2 separate regions of the Triticum aestivum genome follow, and region 1 is linked to region 2. A link is a contact called in public Hi-C data. All regions are on one chromosome and are shown on one strand. The core of a region is the stretch at or near the end of the contact, and the rest is flanking DNA. Distances in the headings are between cores, read along the strand shown. Region 1 holds the start of LOC123127290 (EIN3-binding F-box protein 1). Region 2 has its middle 290 kb from the start of LOC123130567.

Evidence for each region. A called contact is a pair of places that touch in the nucleus more often than the background predicts.
Region 1: a contact with region 2 is called in a Hi-C map of leaf, with 5 times the contacts expected there. The contact joins the promoter of LOC123127290 here to the enhancer-like site in region 2. A contact is called at or near these places in 2 of 5 Hi-C or Micro-C datasets (both in leaf).

What each region holds. Positions count from the first base shown.
Region 1 is chr6A:211,742,039-211,746,281 of IWGSC CS RefSeq v2.1, forward strand. LOC123127290 (EIN3-binding F-box protein 1) reads left to right here and starts at 2,876. Exons shown (of 2, transcript XM_044546939.1): 1 at 2,876-3,094; 2 at 3,239-4,243. The coding sequence starts at 3,070.
Region 2 is chr6A:211,321,581-211,325,653 of IWGSC CS RefSeq v2.1, forward strand. No RefSeq gene overlaps it. Among protein-coding and RNA genes, the nearest start is that of LOC123130567, 290 kb to the right of the region's middle. Within about 2 kb of position 1,476, at least 3 of the 8 cell types and tissues checked have an H3K27ac peak or open chromatin away from gene starts, as enhancers often do. A contact at or near this core is called in leaf, where this site is marked.

The DNA.
Region 1 (4,243 bases), core at 1,626-4,125, 420 kb after region 2:
AGGTGATGTATCATAGTAGAAGAAAGTATTTCCCTTGGTTAAAAACCAAGGTTTATCGAAGCAGTAGGAGTCACTAAGCTAACAACTTTAGCAATACCTGCACACAAACAAATAATTCTCTTACACCCAACAAAGGCAAAGGCGGTCGCCAATCCCCTTGTTCTTGCTAGTTACAAGATTAAAAGCAAATAGTGATAGGCAGTGCGGAAAAATAGTAAGAGAAATCAATTGTAGTGTTTTTTGTATTGATGAAAGATAGACCCATGGGCCATAGGTTCACTAGTGACATCCCTCTTGAAAACATATAGTGACATGATGGACAAATTACTGTTGGGCAATCGACCGAATAGCGCAAATTATAACTATGATCAGTAATGGAATAACCACACATAGGCATTACATCTGTGATAAGTAGATTGTTAATCCAACTGCATTTATTACTATTACTCCATCCCAAGACCGTTATCCAACATGCATCTCAAATTATTAAGTTCATAAGAAACAAAGTATCGCAATAAGCAAGATGATATAATGTAGACAGGAATAGAACAATTGATATGACCAAACCCCGTCGTTTTATCCTTAGTGGCAACAACACAATACATGCATTTGTCCTTCTGTCACTAGACAAGATCATCACAAGATTGAACCCACTACAAATCACCTCTCTACTAAAGATAAATCAATGAAACTTGGCCAAAATAGATGAATATGCCGGAGAGAAATATAAAGCTATAAAACTATCCATAATTCATCGGATCTCAACAAACATGCCACAAGAATTACATCAAATAGATTTTCGAAGAGATCATTGTATTGAAGATAGAGAGATAGATAGATAGATAGATAGAGAGAGAGAGAGAGAGAGAGAGGAGAGCCATCTAGCTACCCATATGGACCCGTAGGTCCTAAAAAAACTACTTACACATCATCATGGAGGCAACAGGGTTGATGAAGATGACCTCCTCAATGATTCCCTCATCCGACAGAGTGCCAAAACAGGGCTCCAGATGGGATCGTGTCAGAATAAAGACTTCCAGCGATGATAAAATTGTTTCGGATCTCGCTATGAGGGTTTCAGAATATATGTGTATTTATAAGCCAAGAAATAAAGGAACGGAGCACCAGGGGCCCATGGGCCACCCCCGCGCGCCCTACCCACTGGGCGCGCCCTAGTAGCTTGTGCCCCCTCGTGGGTCTTCTTGCCTCATCCCGAATCTTCTAGGGGTATATTATGTTTTTTTGCGAAACAAAAAACATGCGGAAAGATAGAAACTGACACTGGACACTAAATTAATAGATTAGTTTAGAAAAATAATATAAATGACATAGAAAGCAAACAAAAATGATAATATAATAGCATTTAACAATAAAAAAATATAGATACATTTGAGGCATATCAGCTGTGTCAGCGGTCCCTCGGGCTCGAGGACCGTCGTTTTCGAGGAGGAGCGAGCGGCGAGGCAGCAGACACGATACGACCGGCGCAACACCCCCCGCCGCTTCGCGTTCACGAAGTCCGACGCAGCGCTGGAATGGGTCCACGATGACCCGACCCTCACCATGACGTGGGCCCTCGACCGCTCCATCACCGCCGCAGAGACAACCGCTGGGCGTTGCCGTCACCTTGACGGCGAGCTCGTCAAAATCGACGAGGAGTGGTTGTTTTGAAATATACGCGTAGGAAGCGGATCCTCTAACATAGAGAAGGAAATTCACGGTGCTACAGTACTAGCCTAGTGTAAAATGAAAAAGAAAAGTTAGGGACTGTTAGTAGGTAGTTAACATGTTGTTTACTGTTGATATTTACTATAGATATAAATAATTTAAAATTAATTTTATTTCATCATCAATTTATTTATATGTAATTACTATAATGTACACAACAGATCATCGATTTGCAAATTAATTTAAGTCGTTTTAACCTTAATTATATAGATAGAAAGAAGAAAAATTAGGATAGTATAGCTTCTCTAACTTTCCTTTTCAATGTTAAAGGATCCAATTTCATACATGTATAGCGTTGGATGACCGGCACACATACGTGAGAAAGTTTATGGAATGCTAGGAGATGCCTTAAAGCAAGGGATTAAAAAGACGATCTTGGGTAACTGGATCTGCTATCTCCACGTGTTGTGTTCACGCTCTGGAACAGGAATTCCCCTCACCTCCGTTCTCCAAGCGCAACGTGAAAAAGGAAACGAAAAGTAGAGGAGAAGAATCGCAGCTCCATTATAGGAAGACCAAGGCCCTGTTTGGTTTAGCTTTTATTGACGGATTTCGCTGCCGCGCAGCAGAATCTGAATCAAACGACGAACCCAGCAGAATCCGATTTTAGAAATCCGCTGCCAAAATTTAAACCAAAAGCGGAAGCAGACCAGGACGTGCTTTTCAAAATCTGATTCCGCTGTGAGCCAAAATCTGAAAAAAACTGTATCAGCTGATTTGCCAAATGACCTACATCTTTTTCACATCAGATTTTCCACAGCTGTTTTTCCACAGCAGATTTTTTACAACTGATTTTAGAAATTCACAGCCGAACCAAACAGGCAAGACGAAGACGCGTGCATGTGCAATGTATGTGCGGCACGAACGAGTGATCCACCCACCCACCCCATCCGGCCGTCCCAATCCCCTCCACTCCATCCGCCCACACGAGTACAGTGCAGGTTCAGTGCATCCAGCTCCGGCCAGCGCAACTTGTCCCCTGGGAGCGCCAAGGGCGGCCCCCGCCTCCCGTCTCTGTCCCTCGCGCCGATTATTCAATTCCCACCTACTCCGTCTCTTTCTTCCCTACTCCGCCTCAGCTCGCGCTTTCCCCTTCCTCCCTCCTGTCACAGACTTCTCCTCTCCCCTCTCCTCCTTCTCTTTTTTCCCTGTCGCAGCGGCGATAGGGTTCGGCTTCCGTCTCCTCCCCCCCCCCCCCCCCCCCCCCCCCCCCTCCGGCGGTGGTCGCCTGTAAATGCTTAAGGCCTTCTCCGTCGGCTCGGATCGTGCGGCGGCGGCGGCTCTCTTCTTGGTCGTGCTCTTCTTCTTCCAAGGGATCTCTTCCTTCTCCGGCGATTCGGCATGCCTGCCTTCCACGCATACGGAGGTAAGCGATAGAGAGAGACCCCCTTCATGTTTTTCTTTTTTCTTTTCCCCCGAAGAGAGTCGGGTTGTTGTTTTAGTCGTGGTTCCTTGCAAGGAAAGGTTTGTTCTTGCGTGTCCCTGATGGTGTGTTCTTCGACACAATCAGATGGCGGGTGCCTCGTCTCTGCCCCGGCCGAGCTTTCCGGGATGTTCTGCCGCGGTGGCGGAGCGGTGGTTCAGCAGCGGAAGCGCTCTCTGGTGGCCGCGTCGGCGGTCGCCGCGGCGGCGGCCGAGTGCATGAGGGCCAGCAAGAAGCAGAGGCAGCCCCCGCAGCCGTCCCTGGACCTGCTCCCGGACGAGTGCCTCTTCGAGGTCCTGCGCCGCCTGCCCGGCGGCCGCGAGCGCGCTGACTCCGCGTGCGTCTCCCGCCGCTGGCTCGCGCTCCTCGCCAGCATTCGGGTCTCCGAGCTCGGTCATGCCGCGGCGGCCGCCCCGTCCCTGCCCGATCTCAACGAGGAGTTCGTCATGGAGGAGGATACGGACGACTCCTCCGCAGATCCCTCCGTCGAGAGGGTTCTCGAGGGTAACGAGGCCACCGATGTCCGCCTCGCCGCCATGGCTGTTGTTGCTGGATCCCGCCGCGGGCTGGAGAAGCTCGCCATCCGTGGGAGCCACCCGACGCGTGGGGTCACAGACCAGGGGCTCCTGGCCGTTGCCCGCGGCAGTCCTAACCTCTGCTCCCTCGCGCTGTGGGACGTGCCACTTGTGACCGACGCTGGGCTCGCTGAGATCGCCGCCGGGTGCCCCTCGCTGGAGCGTCTGGATATCACTTCTTGCCCGCTCATCACAGACAAGGGCCTTGCTGCTATTGCTCAGGGGTGCCCCAACTTGGTGTCTCTGACCATGGAGGCCTGCTCCGGCGTTGGCAACGAGGGCCTGAGGGCGATTGGCCGGTGCTGCTTGAAGCTGCAGGCTGTGAGCATCAAGAACTGTGTGCACGTTGGTGACCAGGGCATTTCTAGCCTCGTGTGCTCCGCTTCCGCATCACTGGCCAAGATCCGTCTCCAGGGATTGAACATCACAGATGCTTCGCTTGCCGTGATTGGGTACTATGGGAAGGCCGTCACGGATCTTACACTTGCTCGCCTTGCTGCTGTTGGTGAGAGGGGTT
Region 2 (4,073 bases), core at 226-2,725:
CAACCCTTCTTTAGCAGATTACTCTCCGGCTGCGTGACGAGTTTGCCATCAAGGACTTGGGTGCTCTACATTACTTTTTTGGCATTGAGGTTGTTCGGCGACCGGATGGCTTCTTCTATCATCAGCAGAAGTATGCGCACGAGCTCCTTGAGCATGCTGGCATGCTCAACTGTCATCCTTTTGCCACTCCTGTTGACACGAAGGCCAATGTTTCTGCTCTTGAGGGCTCGCCAGCGTCGGATGCTCCCTTCTACCGGTCTATTGTCGGTGCCCTTCAGTATCTGACTCTCACCCGACCGGATCTACAGTATGTTGTTCAGAGGTGTGCCTCCACATGCACGCCCCTCGTGACTCTCATTGGACTCTCGTGAAGCGGATCCTCCGGTACATCCGCGGCACGATAACCCTTGGGCTCATCCTCACGGCGTCCCCCTCTCTGGAGATGGTGGCCTACTCCGACGCGGCTGGGCTGGCTGCCCCGACACCCGTCGGTCCACCTCTGACTACTGCGTTTACGTTGGTCCTTCACTCATCTCGTGGTCGTCCAAGCGCCAGCCCACGGTTTCGCGCTCCAGCGCGGAGGCTGAGTATCGAGTTGTGGCTAACGCTGTTGCCGAGTGCACCTGGCTACGACTGTTACTTCAGGACCTGCATCACGATGTCTCCCAGACTACGGTTGTCTATTGTGATAACGTCTTTGCGGTGTACCTCTCCGCCAATCCCGTTCATCATCGTCGGACGAAGCACATTGAGCTGGACATTCACTTTGTGCGCGAGCAGGTGGCCCTTGGACGTATTCGGCTTCTCCATATTCCGACTGCACAACAGTTCGCCGATGGGATGACAAAGGGCCTACCGACTTCCACCTTCGAGGAGTTTCGTTCCAGTCTCTGCGTCACTGGCGTCGCTTCAACTGCGGAAGGGTGTTGAGTATATTGTGTATTGGGCCCATCTTTTGTTTCCTTTGTCTAGTCGAGGTTGTGGCCCTCTCTATACTCATATATACGCACATGTTGCACCGATCAATACATTGCATGTTCCACAGCCTATTCTTATATTCTACAATAAACCTATATAGGAGAGGAGATTTTGCCAATGCGTACAACGGTGCTCGGCGAGATGCTCCAGTGGAGCAGTCTCTGCGATTGACAAACGCGTGGCAGGCAGGTCTGAACTCCTGGCCTCGAGCTGTCGCGCACAAGGTGGGCACCGACGGCGACGCGTCGATCTGCAATATATTCTCGCATCAAAATCACGAAATGCCTATGTCCATGTGCGACTCGCCTTGGAACGCACCGAGGCGATTTTTCCTTTTATTTTCAAAGCAAAGGCTGTGCTTTGCTTACTCGGCGGTCGTCGTTGCCGTATTGAATTCGTCACAAACGGAAAGGCGTGGCACGCCACAGCATACCCCACGCTTCTTCTCTTCTCAGCACTGTACCCACTGCACGGCGAGATGATGACAATGGGCGTTCAAAGATTTCACTAATTCATGGGAACTTGGATCGCTGTTTCCCGGTCTTGACGGCACGGGCCACCCGTGAACGTGAAGAGGCAATTGCGGCGGATCGGGAGGCGTAGCCGACGCTTGATGCAGAGCGCGCCACGTCGGCACAGATCTTGCCCCTGGACCACGGATCTTCTGGAAGCCGACAGCTCACAGGCGACGCCGGTTGCTGGCGTAAGCGCACGCTAAGCACTGTAGTGTGCTTATGACGTCGTTTTTCTTAGCTTTCAATCGATAAAGTTTGGCAATTGCCGCAATCGGAATACTAAAACTAGCACAAACTTGTGATATTTATTTTGAGACAAAGGAAGTACTCCTTCACAGACGACTTTGACAATTGTGAGAAGTCTACCAAACCACTACTAGAAATTGCACAAACTATCAACTATGAGGTTGATTATGGGGGCGTTTGGTTTGTGAGCAAGGTTGGCGTGGCTAAGGATATACCTAACCAGGTGGTTGGGGTATCCTCGTTCTTGTGTTTGGTTGTAAACCGATAGATGGTTAAGGATAGTCAATTTTATGTCTGGTAAAAAGGATGCGAGATGGTTCTCAAAAAAAAAAGGATGCGAGATGGATATCTTATCATTTGATTTTTTTACTCAACAAATTAAACAAAAAAAATATATATCTTGGAATGGTCTACAACACCATACACAAATTGTTGGAATAATCCAAACATATCATAGTTATGATTAGTATAACGGGTGATCAACGTTGCCGGTGATTAGTTTAGGTAAATATACTCCGTATGTGAGTCTATGTCCTAGTTAGTTTGGAGTTGTAGTAGGACTTCGAGTCCGTTTGGTAGTAGATTTGGTTTAGTACGTGTGTTAGCTTAGGAAAGTTGAGTCCGTGTCAGGTTCTAGTACTAAGTCTTGTTCGAGTAGGTTTGCAACAGGGGTGTTACATGTGCGTGTATATAAGCACAGGCGCGGCCTTGAGATTGTAACACCGAGAAAAACAGAAAAAAGAGAAATAAAGAGGAGAAACAAGGGCACGACAAGGGCCCTTTGGCTATCAGCTTTTTGTGCGTGTGTGTTCGTGTTATTTGATGTGATCGATCCTGAGGGCGCCAACAATTGGTATCAGAGCAAGGTTCGAGAATTTGAAGCCACGCTTGCCCCGGGGTGGCGACCCTGCTAGCGCCTCGGGGCGGGCAATAGAGTCGCTGGTGTAGCAACGAGGAGGAGCGGACGATATAGTCGTTGGATAGTGCAACGGCGAGGAAGAGTGGGCAATAGTCGTTCGAGCAACGACGTGGAGGATCGGGCGGTTGTCATTCGGCGGAGCGGCGACAAGAAGGCAGCAAGGACGTTGTCGCAAGCAAGGCAGCGGTTGATTGTCAGTTGGCGAAACAACCTGGAGGAGGGCGACAGGGCTGTCGTCGGCACGACGTTGGTGATCGTTGATGGTTATGGAGGTGTTGAAGTTGCGACACCAAGGAAATCATCGAGATCTAGGTTGACGGGAGTGGTAGTGCCGAGGTACGGTGCTAGAAGATCTCGTCAAGATCGTCATTGGGGGGAGCGAGGAAGAGGTGACGAAGTTGCGAGCTGTTGTCAAGGTGTGCGTATGAATTCTTGTAAGGTGCGTCCAAGAGCTCAGGTATGTGGATCTTCTGCTGTAGTTGATATGCGTCACTGCCGGAGGAGAATTGCGAGCGAGAGCGGGCGAAAAAAGGAATTCGTGCCTTGCGTTTCCGTTCATGATCATGGAGTTCCGACGAGTTCATATACGATGAAGATGAGTTGCACGTATATGGCGAGTTGGGTTGCCGCTGGACATGAGGTGTCGTTTGATAAGATGTGGCATCGGCGACCCTGAGAAGAAAAAAGATGTGGCGGGTGAAAAGATGTGTCTCCCCGTGCACAAGCAACCGATGAGAAGACGAAGATCAACGTGAAGATGGGCGCGCACCGGTTAAGTTGAATTCTTATATGAGGCTATGTGTTTAGTGTGCATGTAGCACGCTAAGATGTGGCAGCGTGGCTGGTAGCCTGGGTAATCGTTGGTTAAAGTCTATGAGTCGGTATGCAAACGAAGTTGCGGTGACGATGATGTGATGGTCATCGTTGCAAGAAGAGAGAAGTTAAGGTTCGGTAAGTCGCGTCACCGAAGGCAATCGGCAGGACAAGATGAAGAGGCGATCGTCTGTGTGTCTCGTCTAGTAAAAAGTCGAATGTTTGGATTAAAGGGTGAATGTTGGAATAATCCAAACATATCATAGTTATGATTAGTATAACAGGTGATCAACGTTGCCGGTGATTAGTTTAGGTAAATATACTCCGTATGTGAGAATCCACATCCTAATTAGTTTGGAGTTGTAGTAGGACCTCGAGTCCGTTTGGTAGTAGATTTGGTTTAGTACATGTGCTAGCTTAGGAAAGTTGAGTCAGTGTCAGGTTCTAGTACTAAGTCCTGTTCAAGTAGGTTTGCAATAGGGGTGTTACCTGTGCGTGTATATAAGCACTGGCGTGGCTTTAAGATTGTAACACCGAGAAAAAAAAGGAGAAACAAGGGCACCACAAAGGCCTTTTGGCTATGAGCTTTTTGTGTGCATGTA